Linked DNA regions of Sus scrofa: region 2 is linked to region 1. A link is a contact called in public promoter capture Hi-C data. All regions are on one chromosome and are shown on one strand. The core of a region is the stretch at or near the end of the contact, and the rest is flanking DNA. Distances in the headings are between cores, read along the strand shown.

Region 1 (3,860 bases), core at 56-2,555:
TATTCACCCACCCAAACATCCGCGAGTTCGTTATTTCATTCATTCAATCCATAAGAATGAATACTAAGATATTTGTTTACAGTAGGTGCATAATAGTAAACAAGTATTTATTACACACAAACTATAAAGACCAGCAAAACTTTTGCTTTCATTACCTTGTATTGGGGTACACAGACAATAAACTGGTAAACTAATACGTAAATGAACAAGTTCTACTTAATGGCAAGCACTGTGTAGAAAAAAATGGGGTGTTCTGATTGTGATTGGGGCGGTAAATTTGTTGGGTTGGTTAGGGAAGACCTCTGTTTCACATGTAGATTTGGAGAACTGGGAAAACACTCCAGGTACAGGGAACAGCAAAAATGAAGACTAACGTAGGATTACGCTGGATGTGCTCAAGAGAGAAAGAAATCGAAGGTCAGTAATGAGACATTCCCTATTAAATGACCACCATTAGCATTCAAGTTGCCAGAGTGTTCTCCCAATTCATTTTTTTTTTTCCTAATTCATTTTTATTCAACTTAAAATGCATGTACTCAACACCCTGGGTTTACTCAACACCCTGGGTTATTTTCATTTATTTTGCAGAAATAAAAGACGTAGGTTTAGGGACCAGTTTTAATTTTCTTAGGTTTTTCTTTCTGTGTGCCTTAGACGGTTCAAGGTGTTTTTTGTTTTTTTTTTTTAACTGACAATACTACATGCAGGTAAGGCACAGTTCCAACACACCTGTTGTTTGAAGTTCTGCATCGGTTTACTGAAGCTTTCTCAATGATGCTTGCTTACATTTCTGCTTTTTAAATAAATGTCTTCTTAATTTGGTTGTCTAACTGGATTCAGCTGGTATATGTGGAGGACCTTTAACCATTAGATGCTAGAAGATGAGCAGGATGTTGGTAATGGAATAAGTGCCTGAGGTTTCGTAAGCGACCACTAACGGAGCGCCTTAGGTGAAGGTAAAAACTTGCAAAACTAGCCAAATACACAATTAAGGTTGGGAGGAGGTAATGACAAATTAATACAGGAGCTAGAAGCCCAAACGAACGACTGGCACAAAGAGCCGCAGAAAAGATTCGAGGCGCCTGCGGGGTGGGTTCCCCTGGAAACACCTCCCCCGCTAGCCTTCCCGAAGGCTCCGCCCTCTCACCACTAAGAGCCAATGATGGACGGGGGTGGTTCAAGCGACCGCGCAGAGGAAGTCTGCGCCCCTGCGCTCCGCCTCGCGATGTAGGTGGGGCTAGGGCGCGCGCTTGCGCCCTACTATCCAGCACACACGCTCTCCCAGCATCCGGTGGGCGCGCGGGCGGCGGGCGCCTCAGTCGGGACAGCTGCGGCAGCAGAGAGGACCGAGGCTGCTGACCGCTGCTCCGACGCGGACCAGGTGGAGGGAGGGGCCGTCACTGAACATTCGCCCACCATGAAGCCCCCAGCAGGTACCTGCTTCCCCTTGGTGCGGCCCCGCTCACCAGATCCGGGCGCCCGGTGCGCACTCGTGCGCACTCCTGCCTCCTCCCCGGGGTCGCCACTGGGGCCTACGAGCGGAGCCCAGTGACCCTCAAGTGATCCGGGCCCGAACGGAGGAGGGGGTCGGCGAGCCCCAGAATGAATCCGTGTTCCAGCGCGCCTTCACTCATTCGGCAAACTCCATGTTTCTTCTGCTGGGGACGGGTCGGGCTCTGGGATGGACTTGAGGGAGTTCTAGACACAGTTCCAAAGCCGGAGACCAGCATTCAAGAAGCAAAATCAAGCAAGGACTTTAGATGGTGGTTGGTGCTGGGGCTGGTCATACATCTTTAAGGGAGGGCAGTCCTGGAGGGCTTCTCGCAGGAAGTGGCATTTGATTCAGCTTGGACCCAGTGGAGAGAAGCAGTTGTCCTGCGGGAGAAGCGTCCCAGTTGGTGGGAACCTCGAGGGCAAGGATGGGGAGGCAAGCACAGGGGCAACGCGTTTGGAAAGCAACAGGTCATCTTGGCTAGAACACAGCTGGGGGTCTCTTATGTTGAACAGAAGGGGACTGCCGGGAATGGTTTTCATTTATGGGAGCTTTGCAATCTGTATACTCTGTTTTAGAAAATGGCCCAGGATGTTGCGTGGTGCCTCATGGAACTTGGTTTGCCCACCTCTCTTCCTTCAGGTCTTTCTGCAGCCCATTGGGATGATGGTAATAATTGTATTAAAGATAATAATCATAATTAGGGTTTTTCAGGTCTCAGGAAGGCAGGAGTGTTGTCTGCCTTTTTTGCTGCAGAATTGTTAGCTCAGAGACTTGGCACACTGGTGATAATCAGTAAATATTTGTAAAATGAATGTGCTCAAAGTTTCAAATCCTAGCTCCTTCAGAAGATTTTCCTGAGAATTCCACTATATTTCCCACCTCTTTGGAGCTTCTGGAGCCCTTCTTTACTACCAAATTTAATGCAGACCCACAGTTCCTTTTTTGCAGTTCTAAAATCCAAAATAGTCTGCAAAGATTTTCCCTTAAATTTGCAGCAGTCATTTGGCTAAAAAAATCTAATCTCTCTCAGCTTAAGAGCCTTTTTTATCCCCACTTGGTATGTATCAGTGTTCCTCAGCTGGGGTGATTGTGTCCCCTCGGGACACTGGGCCACATCCGGTGACATCTCTGATCATTGTGATCTGGGGGCGGAGGTGGCTGGCCTCCAGTGGGTGGGACCGGGGATGCTGTTCAATACCCCACCATGCCCAGAATGGTCCCCAACAGAGAATGATCTGCTGTGGTACAACAGGATTGGTGGCATCTCTGCAGTGTCAGGATGCAGGTTTGTTCCCTGGTGGCACAGTGGGTTAAAGAACCCAGTGTTGGAGTTCCCGTCATGGTGCAGTGGTTAACAGTACCTGACTAGGAGCCATGAGGTTGTGGGTTCAATCCCTGGCCTTGCTCAGTGGGTTAAGGATCTGGTGTTGCTGTGAGCTGTGGTGTGGGTCGTAGATGCAGCTCTGATCCTGTGTTGCTGTGGCTCTGGCATAGAGCGGTGGCTACAGCTCCGATTGGACCCCTGGCCTGGGAACCTCCATATGCCGCAGGAGCGGCTCAAGAAAAGGCAAAAAGACAAAACAAAACAAAACAAAAAAAACTTCAGTGTTGCAGCAACTGCGGTATAGATCATAGCTGTGGCTCAGATCTGATCTCTGGCCCAGGAACTCCACATTCCTCTGGATGGCCAAAAAGAAAAAACAAAAAACCTACCCGAGAGACACCATACACAGGCCCAAGCCAATAGCACCTTGCAAAGACCCTTAGTGTTCTCAAAAGCAGGACTCCAGGACCACTGTTGCCCTGCCCCTCTCCTGCCTGCCAGAAGGGGGAAATGAAACACAGGTGCCCATTTCCTTGGAGCAGCTTCTTCTTGCTTATTATGCATTCCACACCCAGCTGGCCTCTATTCTTTTACTCAGGTAGTTTGGGACAGGTGTAGCCATTGCAGACCTTCAGAAGCTATGGGAATGCCATTGGGGGACCTCTCTGAGAAAGGGATGTGAGAAGAAAGGCCAGCATGGTGGGGCTCAGGGCAGAGAGGACAACCCCCAGCAGGCCCAGGAGACTTCTTGAAGAAAGCTCGTGTGAGAGGGTACAGAGAAATTGGCAGAACCAAGTGGCTAAATCCACTGTAGTGCAAACAATGCAGAACAGGGGTCAGGGAACCAGTTTGTATGGGGCCAAGTGGTTTAGACTTGTCAAGCAGGCTGCACCCCTTCTGGGTCACAGTCAGAAGTGAATTTAGCTCAGGGGCTGGAGGGGGACAGACAGGATGTTTGCCAGCCCTTGGTGTAAACTCTGATAAAGGGTTTGAACTTTTATCCTGAGTGCAGGGTGGAGCCCTGGAAAGGGGGCAGGAGGA
Region 2 (3,934 bases), core at 471-2,970, 530 kb before region 1:
AGAACTCACAATAAATAAATGAGCTGACCTCTTCAAAAACTACTCCTTATGCTCTGATAAAAGGAACGAAAAAGATGGTCAGACTGAAAACTAAAGCCAGACCAGGGTAACCTGGACAGAAGGTTCTAGGACAACCACTCAGAAGCAAAGTGGGGGCTCCAGTCCCAAAAGCAGGATTAGGCCAGCTTTAAGAGGGAAATTTCCATGGGAGAAAGGAAAAAAGAAATCCATCTGTGGGAGTTCCCATTGTGTTAAGGACCAACATTGTCTCTGTGAAGATGGTTGTGTTCACTCCCTGGCCTCAATCAATGGGTTAAGGATCCGGCATTGCATCAAGCTGCCATACAGGCTGCAGCTGCAGCTGCCACTCGACCCCGGCCCAGGAATTTCCACGTGCTGCAGGTGCGGCCATAAAAAAAAAGAAAAAAAGAAAGAAAAAGCCATCCATTTGTTTAAATCTGTGGGAAAACACAACTAATCAGTGTGTGAAGTAATGACACGTTGAGAAAGAAACAAGCAAAACAAAACAAACAAACAAAAAAAACAGGCAAAGAAAATCAGGCTAACAGGAAAAGAAGAAATTAATTAGCTTTGGAGGACGATAGGAAAAACAGCGTAAGAAAAACAATACAGCTGAATACATTGCTTGCCTGAACAGCGAATACTATTTTCAGCCCTAAAAAATAAAACACGATCTGACAAAACTCACGATATCCACATTCAGAATATGGAGGGCGAGGTTGGAGAGGGTGGGTGGCAGATAGAAATGAAACCTCAAACCCGGCGCAGCCAAAAAGAATAACGTTATTTACAAAGCTGCTCTTGGTAGTTCTGAGCTGACAAAAGAACAGAAAAAAGAAGCGATCGGGCACCTAGTGTGACAGGTGGGGAAATCATTTAACTTTGTGGCACCGCTTGCCAAACGGGCCTGGCTAACGGGCCCTGGTGGCCTCGGGTGCGGTGCCAGGAGTTTCGCCGTCACCCCCACCCGTTACAGAAACCAGGTGACTCCCAGACCACATGGCCAGCATACCAACGGGCGACTGCCGGGGCACACGGAAAGCGCCTCGGGAGCTGCCGCCCTACCGGACCGGCATTTATGGCCCGAGCTCCGAGAGGGCGGGGAGCGGGCACCCACTCTCAGCCTGCGCCCCCGCCGACCGCCCCTCGCCCTCTCCCCTCCAGGGAACTCCCGGGGGTCTCCGCCCTAGCCCCTCGCCGCTCCTGACTCGCCTGCGCGGCCTCACTGCCGTAGTCTATTCAGACTCCACCGTAACCGCCTATTCTGCCGCCACAGCCGCCGCGACAATTTCGACAGGCGCACGCGCGCCAAGGGCTAAGGAAGCACTTCCGAGGGCAGGCGAGGCGGGGCCTTCCGTGTGCGCATGCCCAGCCCGCCTAGCGGCGCGGGGCAGACGTTCCGGATGCTGGAGGTGAGTGGCGAGCCGGGAGTGTGGGCCGGAAGCCGAAGTGCGCGTGCGCGTCGGCCCCCACCCTCTCTCGGTGGGCCTAATTCGCGGGGCCACCTCTCGCGGGATAGCGAGTTGCGTCTCGCCCCACCTCCACTTCGCATGCTCCAGGTCGCTTCAGTTAAGGGCGCCATGGGTCGTGGCGGGCCACCTTATTGCATGGTTGTATATGGCAACCGTCCACCTTGCTCACTATCCCGTGCGCCCCGTGAGGGTTCACGTTCTATCCAGGCGGCTCCCAGCACTGTACTGACACGCACCAGTGATTGACAGGCTGAGCGGCCGCAGAACGCGCAGGCGTAGTTGCCCGGGCTGCGCTTCCGGAACGGTGCGGTGGGACTCTTTTGGCGCCGGCAACGGCGCGAGTGGGGACGGCGGCCGGTAAGGCGCGGTTTTCGTTCCGCGTTCCGGGTCCCGGCGGCGCCATGCGCTTTAACGAGAAGGAGCTGCAGGCGCTCTCCCGGCAGCCGGCCGAGATGGCGGCTGAGCTGGGCATGAGGGGCCCGAAAAAAGGAAGCGGTGAGCGGCCCGGGGCGCCCAAGCGGGCGGCAGGCGGGGCTGGGCAGCCACCGAACTCGCGCGAGCCTTCCTTGTTCCCGTAGTGGTGAAGCGGAGACTGGTGAAGCTGGTGGTCAACTTCCTCTTCTACTTCCGGACGGACGAGGCAGAGGTTAGGCGCTGGGGAGGGCGGGGTTGGGGGTAGGGGGTCGGGGCGAGGGCGTGGGGGGGGACCGGAGCCAGGGGGCGGGGCCGGGGTCTGAGGCGTGGGACGGGCTTGGGTGGCTGGAGGGTTCCCCGCACCGCCCCTTACGCGTCCATCTGCCCTCAGCCCGTCGGAGCCCTGCTGCTGGAACACTGCAGAGTCACCCAGGAAGAGCCCAGCGGCTTCTCCATCAGTGAGTGCGAACTGCGGCCAAGCTGCCCGGCCCCGCCCCGGCCCCTCTTGCATCTCTACCGACAAAGTCCATTGTCCCGAGCAGCCCCACTCGCCCTGGCTCCTCCCCGTGGGGCCCAGGCAGAGCTTGCAGCGAGGAGGGCGGGAGGCAAGAAGTCTGACATCAGAGTGGGCGCAGAGTTGTGTATTTCTGAAGAATCATCTCTGTCTCACGCCTCTTCTCTCAGCTTCTGGGGCGTCTTTGGCTTTGGTTTTTTTTTTTTTTTTTTTTTTTTTGTCTTTTTAGGGCCGCACCTCAGGTATGTGGAGGTTCCCAGGCTAGGGATCGAATGGGAGCTACAGCTGCTGGGTTACGCCACAGATCTGAGAAGCCTCTGTGACCTACACCACAATTCACCGCAATGCCGGGTCCTTAACCTGCTGAGCGAGGCCAGGAATTGAACCCACAACCTCATGGTTCCTAGTCGGATTCCTTTCCACTGGGTCGTGACAGAAACTCCAACCCTTGGCATTTCTTATCTTGTAGAAGCGTCACCCCATCTTCGTCTCCGTTTTCACAGGATACTGTTCTCAGGGTGGTTGTGTCCAGATTTCACTTTCCATAACAACACTAGACCTGTGGGTTAGAGGCTCACCCTTCTGCAGTGTGACCTCACCTTAGCTACTTAGGACCGCAGCGACCCCACAACCAGACAGAGTCACGGTCCCAGAAAACGTCTTAAACGTTTTAAGACTTGAACATATATTTTGAGGGGGATACAGTTCAACTCAAAGCCAGCTAGTGGGAGGCAGTGAGCCCAGGCTGGGGCTGGAGGAGAGGACAGTTCTGGGTTGGGCAGAGGTGGGAGTAAGTTGGGGCAGAAGGGGGCTGCTCCCTTTGCAGGCTTTCTAGAGGACCCAGAGAGGAAGTACCACTTTGAGTGCTGCAGCGAGGAGCAGTGTCAGGAGTGGATGGCCGCCCTGCGCCGAGCCAGGTGGGATGTGGGCTGGTCCTGGGGGTTTGGGGCAGAGCAGGTTGCTGTGGGCTCACACCACTGTCTTCCTCAGTTACGAATTCATGCGAAGGAGCCTCGTCTTCTACAGGAACGAGATCCAGAAGGTGACTGGCAAGGTGCGCGTGGGGATGGGCAGGAGCGGTGGGCCTCCTGGGCCCAGGCTCCCAAACCCCTCCCACCACCCCCTACCACCCATCATTCCCCCACAGGACCCCCTGGAGCAGTTCGGCATATCGGAGGAGGCCAGGTTCCAGTTGAGCGGCCTGAAGGCTTGAGTCCCGGCTGGGGATCGTCACCTTTTCTCCTGGGGCCTGAACAAGTGCCCCCACCCTGCTGGGCCATGGGTTTCCTAGCCAGGCTCCAGTTTGCTGTGGGAGGTGTCTTGACTTAAAGACTTCAAAAGCCCAAAGCTGGTCAGGGCAGGTAGGGGCTGCCTTTTTGGAGAAACAATCCAGCAAGCCTCCTTGGGGTGCACTGGGACCTACTGGACTGATTTGGCACCCTAGTGCCACGTGCTGCTTCCAGGGGACGAGTGTCCACTCCCAGGAGCTGTGCCTGGGCACCCAAGGCTGGCG

The links. Promoter capture Hi-C pulls out the DNA fragments that hold promoters and counts their contacts.
Region 2: a contact with region 1 is called in a promoter capture Hi-C map of liver, with 5 times the contacts expected there. The contact joins the promoter of SF3A2 here to the promoter of THOP1 in region 1. A contact is called at or near these places in 2 of 5 promoter capture datasets (fetal liver and liver) and 1 of 2 datasets of contacts at active chromatin or transcription factors (alveolar macrophages).

Annotation. Positions count from the first base shown.
Region 1 is chr2:75,874,875-75,878,734 of Sscrofa11.1, reverse strand. It overlaps THOP1 (thimet oligopeptidase 1), which reads left to right and starts at 1,305. Exons shown (of 13, transcript NM_214223.2): 1 at 1,305-1,433. The coding sequence starts at 1,418.
Region 2 is chr2:76,402,668-76,406,601 of Sscrofa11.1, reverse strand. It overlaps SF3A2 (splicing factor 3A subunit 2), which reads right to left and starts at 1,720. Exons shown (of 9, transcript XM_021084193.1): 1 at 1,234-1,720. PLEKHJ1 (pleckstrin homology domain-containing family J member 1) reads left to right here and starts at 1,432. Exons shown (of 6, transcript XM_003123020.6): 1 at 1,432-1,988; 2 at 2,072-2,139; 3 at 2,299-2,365; 4 at 3,248-3,338; 5 at 3,412-3,475; 6 at 3,569-3,934. The coding sequence starts at 1,895. The coding sequence ends at 3,634.